2 separate regions of the Sus scrofa genome follow, and region 2 is linked to region 1. The links are chromatin contacts, called in public Hi-C maps. All regions are on one chromosome and are shown on one strand. The core of a region is the stretch at or near the end of the contact, and the rest is flanking DNA. Distances in the headings are between cores, read along the strand shown.

The links. A called contact is a pair of places that touch in the nucleus more often than the background predicts.
Region 2: a Hi-C map of fetal skeletal muscle shows a contact between it and region 1, with 2.3 times the contacts expected there. The contact joins the enhancer-like site here to the promoter of DMRT2 in region 1. A contact is called at or near these places in 7 of 47 Hi-C or Micro-C datasets (brain, embryonic fibroblasts, epiblast stem cells and 4 more).

The regions. Positions count from the first base shown.
Region 1 is chr1:220,796,757-220,801,707 of Sscrofa11.1, forward strand. It overlaps DMRT2 (doublesex- and mab-3-related transcription factor 2), which reads right to left and starts at 3,023. Exons shown (of 7, transcript XM_013993599.2): 1 at 2,897-3,023; 2 at 1,523-1,627.
Region 2 is chr1:221,357,105-221,362,684 of Sscrofa11.1, forward strand. The region is part of intron 14 of DOCK8 (dedicator of cytokinesis protein 8); the gene reads right to left. Among named protein-coding and RNA genes, the nearest start is that of C1H9orf66, 130 kb to the right of the region's middle. Within about 2 kb of position 2,022, at least 1 of the 83 cell types and tissues checked has an H3K27ac peak or open chromatin away from gene starts, as enhancers often do. A contact at or near this core is called in fetal skeletal muscle, where this site is marked.

The DNA of each region.
Region 1 (4,951 bases), core at 1,773-4,272:
AACATGATCTAGAGATTCAGTTAAATTCCCACTGAAAACCCCAACATGTTTTCTTCCCCTGAAGAAGGTGACAATCTAAAGCTATAATTTATATGGAAAATGATCACGAAAAGGCAGGAAAATCTTAAAGAACAAAACTAAAGGAATTCTATGGCAAGATATCAAGACTGTAAAGCTCTAGGGGAGTTCCCGTCGTGGCGCAGTGGTTAACGAATCCGACTAGGAACCATGAGGTTTCGGGTTCAGTCCCTGCACTTGCTCAGTGGGTTAACGATCCGGTGTTGCCGTGAGCTGTGGTGTAGGTTGCAGATGTGGCTCGGATCCCGCGTTGCTGTGGCTCTGGCGTAGGCCAGTGGCTACAGCTCCGATTCGACCCCTAGCCTGGGAACCTCCATATGCCGCGAGAGCGGCCCAAAGAAATAGCAAAAAAAGACAAAAAAAAAAAAAAAAAGACTGTAAAGCTCTAATAATTAAGACAGTGTAATACTGACAGAGGAATAAACAGACTGACCAAAAGACTTAAAAATGGACTAGAAACAAGCCTTCAGACAGTCACATGGTTTGTGATGGAATCGCCATACAGTGAAGGGAAGATGGTCTTTTCACTAAGTGGTGCTGGATTAACTGGAAACCTATATGAAAAAAATAAATAAATCTTGACCCCTACCTCTTCCCATACACAAAAATCAATTCCAGATGAACTGCAAATCTAAATACGAAGTATAAAGCAATAAAGCTCCTAGACAAAAGGACTTCATCACCTTAGACTTCACTAAAATTAAGAACTTTTGTTATTAAAACATCCAATAATAGACCTGAATTCACAACATATAAAACCTTCTACAAATCATTAAAAAGAGACAGACAATCCAATTATAATGAAAAAATATGAATCGATACTATATGAAAGAGAATATCCAAACGGTTAACAGAAATGTGAAAAAGTGCTCCGTGTCATTAGCTGTCAGAGAAATGCACATAAAACTACGGTGAGATAATCACTGAACACCCACCAGAATGACTAAAATTAAAAAGACTGACAGTACCAGCTGTTGGCAGGAATATAGAACATCTGCAACTTTCATGCACTGCTGGTGGGAGCATAAATTGCTACAACTCTTTTGGATAACTGTTCAGCAGCATCTACTTGAATGGAACATATGTATACTCTGTCCAAGCAACTCCACTTCTAGGAATATATGTAAAAAAAAATGAACAGATGTTCACCAAAAGACATGTGTAGGAATGTTCACAGAAGCACTGTTCCCAGTAGCCAAAAGCCAGAAATAGCTCAAATGCCCATTTATCCATAGAATGGATAAACTATGGTATATTCATACCATAGAAAACCACGTAAAATGAAAATAAAATACAACCACATGCAACAATGTGGGTTAACATAACAGATGGAACATTGAGTGAAAAAAGCCAGTCACAAAAAAAGAGCACACTGTATGCTTCCATTTTCATAAAGTTTAAAAAGGCAAAACGAAGCTGGAATTAGAAATCACATTTGGGTTACCTTTGTTGGAGAAGCTGATGATTGAAAGGATGAACAAGAGGTGGCTCTGAGGTCTTGCCAATGTTTTAAGACTGGATCCTGGTGCTGACAATGAGTGTGTTCATCCTGTGAAAATTTCATTTTGCCATACAATGATCTGTGTGCTCTTTTCTGTAGGGATGTCATATTCAACATATACTTTTAAATTGTTGCTAATCTGGATTTTACTGGTTTTGTTTGAATTTACTTTGTATAAACACTACAAGTATATGAAGATAATATCTAGTCATATTAGCACACATATTTAAATTATATTACAATAAAAATAATTTGTAAAGATAATGGGGGAAGACTAACATTGTAGAGTCTTTTTTCTTTTTTCTTTCTTTTTTTTTTTTTTTTTTTTTTTTTTTGCTCTTTTTACGGCCACACTCGTGGCATATGGAGGTTCCCAGGCTAGGGTTCAAATTGGAGTTACAACTGCTGGCCTACACCACAGCCACAGCAACACTGGATCTGAGCTGCATCTGCCACCTATACCTCAGCTCACGGCAATGCCAGATCCTTAACCCACCGAGCAAGACAAGGGATCAAACCCACATCTTCATGGATCCTAGTCAGGTTCATTAACCGCTGAGCCATTCTTTTTTAAATTTTTTAACACTTTGGTTGAATTTTAGATATTGCTAAATGATGCCAGGTTAAAAAAAAAAGCAGAGATTAAACATCTTTCCTTCCACCTTGCTCCCCCAACCTTCTGTTTTTGTTGTTGTTAGTCTTATTTTACTTTGTCAACCTACAACATTTACATCCTATTCAATAACCACAATCATTGTTCTATTCTTTGTTCTGGTTATTATCATTTGCCAACTGGAGACGGGCACTTGCCATCTACCTCTAAGTGGATTAAATCATGAGCCACTGCAGCTGCTGACCTTCAACACCCCTTGAAAGGAGCTCAGGATTGAGATCAGAAGTGGGGCACTCTGTGCTCTGGGAAAACTGGCAGAACAGGTCTTCAGATAGATATTTTCAGACGATTTTGTGAGCCCAATTCTAGCATCTCCTCATATCCAGAAAAGCACTAAATTCCTTCATGGTGACATGCTGACTAGGAAGCCTCTACAAACCCTGTGCTCGACTGCATGTATCTCTTCCGTCAGCAAAATCACATATATATGTGGTTTCTCAGAGCTCTCCGAAATGCTGCCTCCCTGGTTTAGAGTCCTCCTTTGACCCAAATGAAACTAAACTCACAATTCCCACATTAAGCATTTTTTTTCAGTTGACACATTCATTTCTTACCACCCATCTCATTTTACTTCAACTTTTTCGTTCCTTGAATTCGACAAAGCATGAGACCCCCATTCAATATCTGAAATAAAAAAGACAAACCTGAAGGAAGTGCCTTATTACAGTTTGTCCATTAGACAAGACCATCTAATCTAAGAGTTGGGAAAGGCGGGCTTAGGGGCGTACGTGGATGACGTCACTGGATGAGACTGTTGTTGATTGGCTGGCAGCGGGAGGCGGGCCCCTCTCTGCTTGGCTGACTTTCAGAAGGAAGGCATGGCACTCAGCGGTGGGCTGGCTAAAGCATGTGCACTGAATTGCAGTGTTTGTCCGTTTGCTGGGTTTAAAAGTGAGGATGTATCTCAAATCTCTTCAAAGTGTAATGGCTCCATTTTGTTACCATTTTGTCATCTAATTTTTGAGTTTTCTTTTTTAGGGGGTATTTTTTCCTTCTACATTGAGTTGTTCATCTATCCTTACATAAAGATTCCTTCCCTTTCATTCATTCCTTTTCTTTCCTGTAGTATTTTATACATTTGCCATGTCATTTCTTTTCATCTTTGTCATGCTTAACATGGGCAATTTCATCCAGATATTATCCATCAATCAGACTTGCACCCTGTGAAACAATCGTGTATCTTGTTTGGTCCACTCGATGTTTTCTACAAAATACAAACTTGTTACCAACATTTGAAAATTGGGAGCTTCCACATAACATTCCAGAACTATAGCTTCTGTTGGAAAAAAAAAAAAAATCGTAAGACAGGACAGTACCGGACTTACTTATTGTCAGATAGCAACCATCAGCTAGAGACTTTCCATATTGGCAGCTCTTAAACTTTGATGAACATCAGAACCATCTGGGGGAGCTTGTTAAAATAGTTTTGCCTAGGCTCCACCTACAGAGTATATTTAAGAAATTTGCATCTCTAACAAGTTCCCAGGTGATGCCGAGACTGCTGGGGAATCACACTTTAAGAACCACTGCTTCAGATAAAGCTTTTGCTCTTTAGTTACCATGGACCACACCCTTTATTGCCTCACTTGTAACCAGCATCACTTATTTACAGCACCTGCCTGGCCCCTGCAGGCAATTATGTTTATAATACCTGGGATCGATTTGATCTGAATTTTTCCTGACTACCTGAGACCTGGTCTTCTGAAGTCCAAACAGCTTCTGGAAAGCTGCATACTATGTATTACCCAATTTTTCCAGCCTAAAGGCACGGAGAGCTCTGCTGGGACTGTGCAGATTTTTACTGAAGGTCCTAAGCTCCCTCGTCAACATAAGGTTTTACACGCATCCTGGACCAGGAGATGAATCTCATTCCTTCAGAGGACTTTCATCAGGTTCTGACAGGTCCCCGGGAAACAACTAAAGCTGTTGGTTTTCTTGCTTCTGCTGAGGTCTCAAGAACTCACAATCCTCTTAACTTTTCCTTCAGCCTGCCTATTTTACTCTCCAGGTTTTTTGTCTCTATTTTGGTAGATCATAGTGAGAATTCTTGGGATTCTGAAAAAGCCTCCTTTCCCTGAAACACCATCCCATCTGGTGAAAGTTTGGGTGGGTAGGTCTTCTCTGTTCTACACCTGAATCTTGTGTTTATTTTCTCGTCCACCCCATTTTAAAGCTTTTAACTCTTTAGGAAGAATACTTACCTCTTCCTTAGCATATTTGCTACTGGAGCACTTTTGCTGGGTTTTGTCACTTTTTGTAAGGAAGAAAGGGTCTATGTCAAGCTTTCCTGAACTATCTTTATGGGGAAGTCCAGCTCTTGGTGATGGTATGGACCTGTTCTAAATGGTCAATCGGTTTCTAAATTTGTGTCTCACCCCCCAGAGGGTCTAATGAAATCGGTCTGAGGTGAGACCTGGGTATCAGGATCTTTAAAAGCCCCCGAGTTACTCAAATGTGTAACACAAGTTGAGAACCACTGCTACAGCTCAGGACTTTTCAAATTTTAAGGTGCATGCTAATCACTGAGGTTCTAATTAAAATTCAGATCAGAAGGTCTGGGGTGTTACTCAAGAGTCTGCATTACTGGAGTTCCCGTTGTGGTGCAGGAGAAATGAATCCGGCTAGTATCTGTGAGGATGCAGGTTTGATTCCTGGCCTCGCTCAGTGGGTCAGGGATCTGGTATTGCTATGAGCTGTGG
Region 2 (5,580 bases), core at 772-3,271, 560 kb after region 1:
TTCCCTCATTTGAAAACTACAGAAAAAGCACAGTGGCTCTTATTCCTTTTACTAATGTGATAGCTACAGACTTTGATTTAAGCAGAACAAAATTCAACTGCCTATTAATATCAGTAATATCCTACAGTTAACTGACATCTTTTATTCAAGCACTCCAAAGAAAACTACAAATCTAGATATATTATTGAGGGACTTAGGCAAAATGAGCAGCTGTAAAGGTGGTTTTATCATTCACATTTCACTGCCAGCAAAATGTATTTTAAATGTAATAATAAAAGTACCTAGCAATTTTAAATCTTACTATGTACAGGCACCACTCTAATAGGAGCTGATAGTCCCAATGACAGGGCTACTATTAGCCTCATTAAGCAGATGATAAAACTGAGGCTCAGAGAGGAGGCATAACTTTCACAAGGTAACACAACTAGCAATGGCACAGTGCAATTCAAATTCAGGTGCTCTAAACATCATACTAGACCCAGTGCCCATAATCACTACAGTTTTTAAGAACAACAGTAAACAGGCTCTTTGGTTAACAGTCAGACTCACTAGAACTTCATCATGATGTGGTCTTTTATTAAATTATTTAGAAGGGCTAAAGTATGTTTCCCCAAACTGTAAGTTTTTTTTTTTTTTTGGATGTGCCTGCAGCAGGAGGAAGTTCCCAGGACAGGGATCAAACCTAAGCCACAGCGCTACCCAAGCCACAGTAGTGACAGCATCGATTCCTTAACCACTAGGCCACCAGTGAACTCCAAGCATTTTTTAAAAGGTTTAAAAATGAGAGCGAGTACTGTCCCTCTGTTAGAGGTGGGTTTTTTTGTTTTGTTTTTGGTTTGTTTTAAATAATCAAGTGCAAATGAAGTTAGAAACTTAAGAGTTTAACATTTGGTACATTCTGGAAATGCCTAGGAAATCTTCAAACCTAATTTGGCTATATATTTTAAGTGGGGGCATGCTTTGTAAATGCTTACGGATGACCTAAGACTCTGCTACTCAAAAGATATTCCTAGAGGAGCAGTATCAGAATCAGCATCAGCATCACCTTGTGGCAAGTTAGGATGCGTCTCAGACCTGCTGAACTAGGACCCCATTTTAACAATGCCCCAGGTGATTCAAATGTACATATAAGTTTGACAATCACTCATCCAAGAGAACTGGCCTCCTTTTTTTTTTTTTTTTTTTTTTTTTAAGGGCTACACCTGCAGCATATGGAGGCTCCCAGGCTAGGGATTGAATCAGAGCTGTTGCTGCTGGCCTATGCCACAGCCATAGCAACACAGGATCCGAGCCACATCTGTGACCTACACCACAACTCATGGCAACGCAGGATCCTTAACCCACTGAGTGAGGCCAGGGATCGAACCAGCAACCTCATGGTTCCTAGTTGGATTAATTTCTACTGTGCCACAACAGGAATTCCAGAACTAGCCTCTTTTTAATTTGGCAGATATATGAGTCCTGTAGTTCACTGTAATCTTTTTTTTTTTTTTTTTTTTTTTGGCTTCTAGTTAGCTCAAAGTCAAATATGCAGCTGACTTTTTAAAGGAATTGTCAAGGACCTCGACAATTATATTCTGCATATTAACCTCACCCAGATTTATACTGATTTTCTTATTTTCCTTTCACTTAGAAATTTTATACCTTGTTATATAATCTCTGTAAGCTGCCTCAGATGCTTTTTAGAATGGGAATGTTTATAAATAAATGCACAAAAATAAAACATTTGCTATGTCCTGTCTCGTCATTCCATGGCCTCATGCCATCATTTATGTTTATTCTTATTTCTAATATTTTAGGTTAGATCAAAGCACAAACTCAAAAAGGAATCAGTGAAACATAGAAATGGAAAGAAAACCCTTCATGTGTAGGGTGAAAAGAATGTTCCATCTTTAGAAATCAAAGCAAGAAAAATGGAATGTGAAACTTGTTCCAGGGCACCAGTCAGAGTCTGCACAAGGCTGCCTGCTCTGGGATGTGGCACAAGATTGGAAGGAGGCACTGGGGATGCTGTTACCAGCAGCAGCTTGCCCCTCAGTAACCTCAGTGCTCTGTGGGCCAGGCTGCAGTGTGCTGTAGGAATGCCAGTACTGTATTCTGGATATCAGGGACCTCTACCCCCCACCCTCACAGAAAGCAAATGCAGTTAAGAAGCCAGGGACAAAAATGTCACCAAATTGTTTGGAAACACTGCAATAAATGACCCAGTATTTTCTCTCTCCTGTCTTGTTACGCAAAACAAACAAACAAACAAACAAACAATGCACTCCAAAACAAAAACTAATGAGAGAAAAAAAAAAACCAATAGCAAACTTTGATACTTATTATTACACCATTTTTAAGGACTTTGGCGGGGATATAAACCATGCTTTCTCAACTGAGGAACTACAATTTGAACATCAAATATGGGTGTCTTTTTAGAGAACAACTATCATAACTACTAAGAATTTGTCTTTGAACATGAACTAATGAAATGCTCACAGCTCCTATATTTGTAGAGAACCTTCCCTATTACATCAATCCCCACTCCTTATTTTTATGAGATAGATAAAAAGTTCCTCTTAAGTGAGAGCAGGGAAAGCCAGCATTGCTGTGAAATAAAGCAGGACCTCAGGTTGGGCTAAAGCAAATGTTACCCTTCAGAAACAGGTGAAAGCACCTGAACTCTTCTTAAAACCCACTCATTTGTTTAGAAAAAATCCAGCTAGGTTTCAACAGCAAAAGACCCAAAGGGAAAGCTGGCATGTTTGTGATCTTAGGTCTTATCCAGATCAGATTCCCATTGAAAAGAGTCACATATAAGCACTTGAAACATGCTGGGAAAAACTGACTACTTTAGGAAAAAATAAGTCTCTCTCCAACCTGGCTTGAAATTTTTGTAAATGATACTTTGTTGAACTAGTTGAAATTTTACTGGTTATTGTATTCATGTTATCAAATATTCTTTTGAAATTCTGCTTAGCAAAGTGAATGTATAAGTGCTTTATATATCAGTCACGTCCACCTGAGTATGAATTGGTTTACCCAGTTTATTTCCTTCTTAAAAGAGGTTAGATTTATGGTCTGTCCACGGTTGTTGCTGTTTTCGGTTTTTTGTTTTTGTTTTTTTTTTTTTATCTTTCTTCAACTTGACACCGACAGTATACTCAAAGGATTCATTCAATACCTACAGTTCTTCCAGCTCCCAACTACCACCACAGAACCCATGATGCGGTTTTAAGGTCTAAGTCGTCTGGATAATTTTTTTGATTCTCACTTAGGGAGGACTCAGAAATCTGTTAAATAGACCCAGCTCCTAGGGGGGTTACTAGAACCCTATTTCAGTGTTTTTTGTTTTTGTTTTGTTTTTTTTTTTTTTGATGACTAGAAAATATTTAATAAGAATGTATTTTATTCTACATGAGCAAATATTGGAACTTCTTTAGTAAGAGATGTTTCAGGCATCCTGCAAAACTCACCCTTCCACAGCTACTTTTTTCCATTTCACTCAGAGGGTTTATAGAGATTTTAGCTATGTATATAAGTTAACAGATGCTTAGGGAGGTGAATCTATGGTGGGGTAGAAGGGTACATGCTCAGAAACAGAATAAAGGACCTCATGCCTTAATAGATACAGCTTAGGATTTTCCCCCTGCTACTGTGAATCTAAGGAAACTTGGGAAACCTGCTTTAACCTAGGTGAAAAAAATGCTCCCTCGTATAGTAGGCTTGTTTCTTTGGCGTGTGGGTTAGTGAGGGCTGGTGGTGGGGACTCTTCTCACCCTAGAAGATGTGTCAAGAAAAGATTAATTCTCTACTAGGGAAAGATGTACTGCAGATGCCTGAGAAATACAGCAGGATGATGGGAATACTCTCTATGGAGAGCCTGGTCCTCAGCATGGGCAGAAGTAATCCTCCCTTCTCCCTCAATCGCTTCCTCCCTCCCTCCCTCCCCACACTCCTTCAGAGTCACACAACAGGAGCATCCCAACTTTCTGTAGCTTGATTAAGAACAGTGGTAACAGTTCGAAGACAGCTCCCATTGATGCCTGCCTCCTGGTACTCTCACCCTGTGTGGCTCCCTCCTCTCGGTTATGGACTGGACCCAGTGGCTTGGGGCTAACCAACAGGATACAGCAGAAGTGCAAGGAGGTCAGTTTTGAGATTAGGCTACAAAAAGACTCTGGCTTCTCTCTCTTCTCTTTCTACCCCCAACCCCATTTATTCTAAAGATGCCAACTGCCTTCTTGTGAGTTGCCCTATCGAGAATCCAACATAGCAAGGAATTCAAGGAGACCTCTTGCCAATGCTAGGGACGAATGAAGGCCCTCAGCTTAACAATCCAAGAGGAACTGAATACTGTCGACAACTTCACGAGTGAGCATGGAAGTGAATCCTCCCCTAGCTGACCCTTGGGGTGATCACAGCCTTGGGTACCATCCTGACTGTGGCCTTTTGAGAGACTTAAGTCAGAAGCACTCAGCTAAGTCACACCTGGATGACCCACATAAACTGTGAGAGGACTGTTTGTTATGTTGCGCTGTAGAGTTTCTATTATGCAGCAAGTGGTAACTATCACAAGCATATACATTTTAAAACAGTATATATTACCTATTCGCTGATATTTAAGCATGAGATTCCTTTAAAAAAATGCTTTGCCTTCTAACATTTCTGCCTCTTACTGTATCTCAGGGTTATTATTCCTGGTTTAAGGAATATAATATCATGATTACCTATAGGAAAATATTCTTTTTTTTTTTTTTTTTTTTTTTTTTTTTGCTTTTTTTGCTTTTCAGGGCCCCATCTGCAGCATATGGAAGTTCCCAGGCTAAGAGGCTGACTTGAGCTGCAGCTGCCAGCCTACACTGCAGCCACAGCAATGCTGTGGGATCCAAACCGCATCTGCGACCTACACCATAGCTCATGGCAACACCGGATCCTTAACCCAGTGAGTGAGGCCAGGGATTGAACCTGCATCCTCATGGATACTAGTTCGGTTCATAACTGCTGGGCCGCAACAGGAACTCCCTAGGAAAACATTCTTAATATCAAAGCAGCCTTCATGAAGTCAATCCTATCACCTACAAAGTATAAAAACTTGAGAATTAAAAAAATATATAAACAATTTTTTTGGTTCTAGTTTTGATTCTATTAACTGAATTAATGTTTCTTAAAGAGCACGTGACAGGTCAAATAAAAGATAGGACAAATGCTAAAAACTACCTACCACAAGAACACTTACTTCTTACATAAAACATCACATTTTCAATGAAAGTTTCCTCCAAACAAAACGAACATTTCAATAATATTTGGCTTTATAAAATACCTAAAATTCAAGTTTAAGGATACCTTTTTTTTGGGGGGGGTGTCTTTCTCTCTTTTCTAGGGCTGCACCTGTGGTGTATGGAGGTTCCCAGGCTAGGGGTCCAATTGGAGCTACAGCTGCTGGCCTACACCAGGGCCATAGCAACACGGGATCCGAGCCGCATCTGCAACCTACACTACAGCTCACGGCAACGCCGGATCCTTAACCCACTGAGCAAGGCCAGGAATCAAACCTGCGTCCTCATGGATGCCAGTCAGGTTTGTTAACCACTGAGC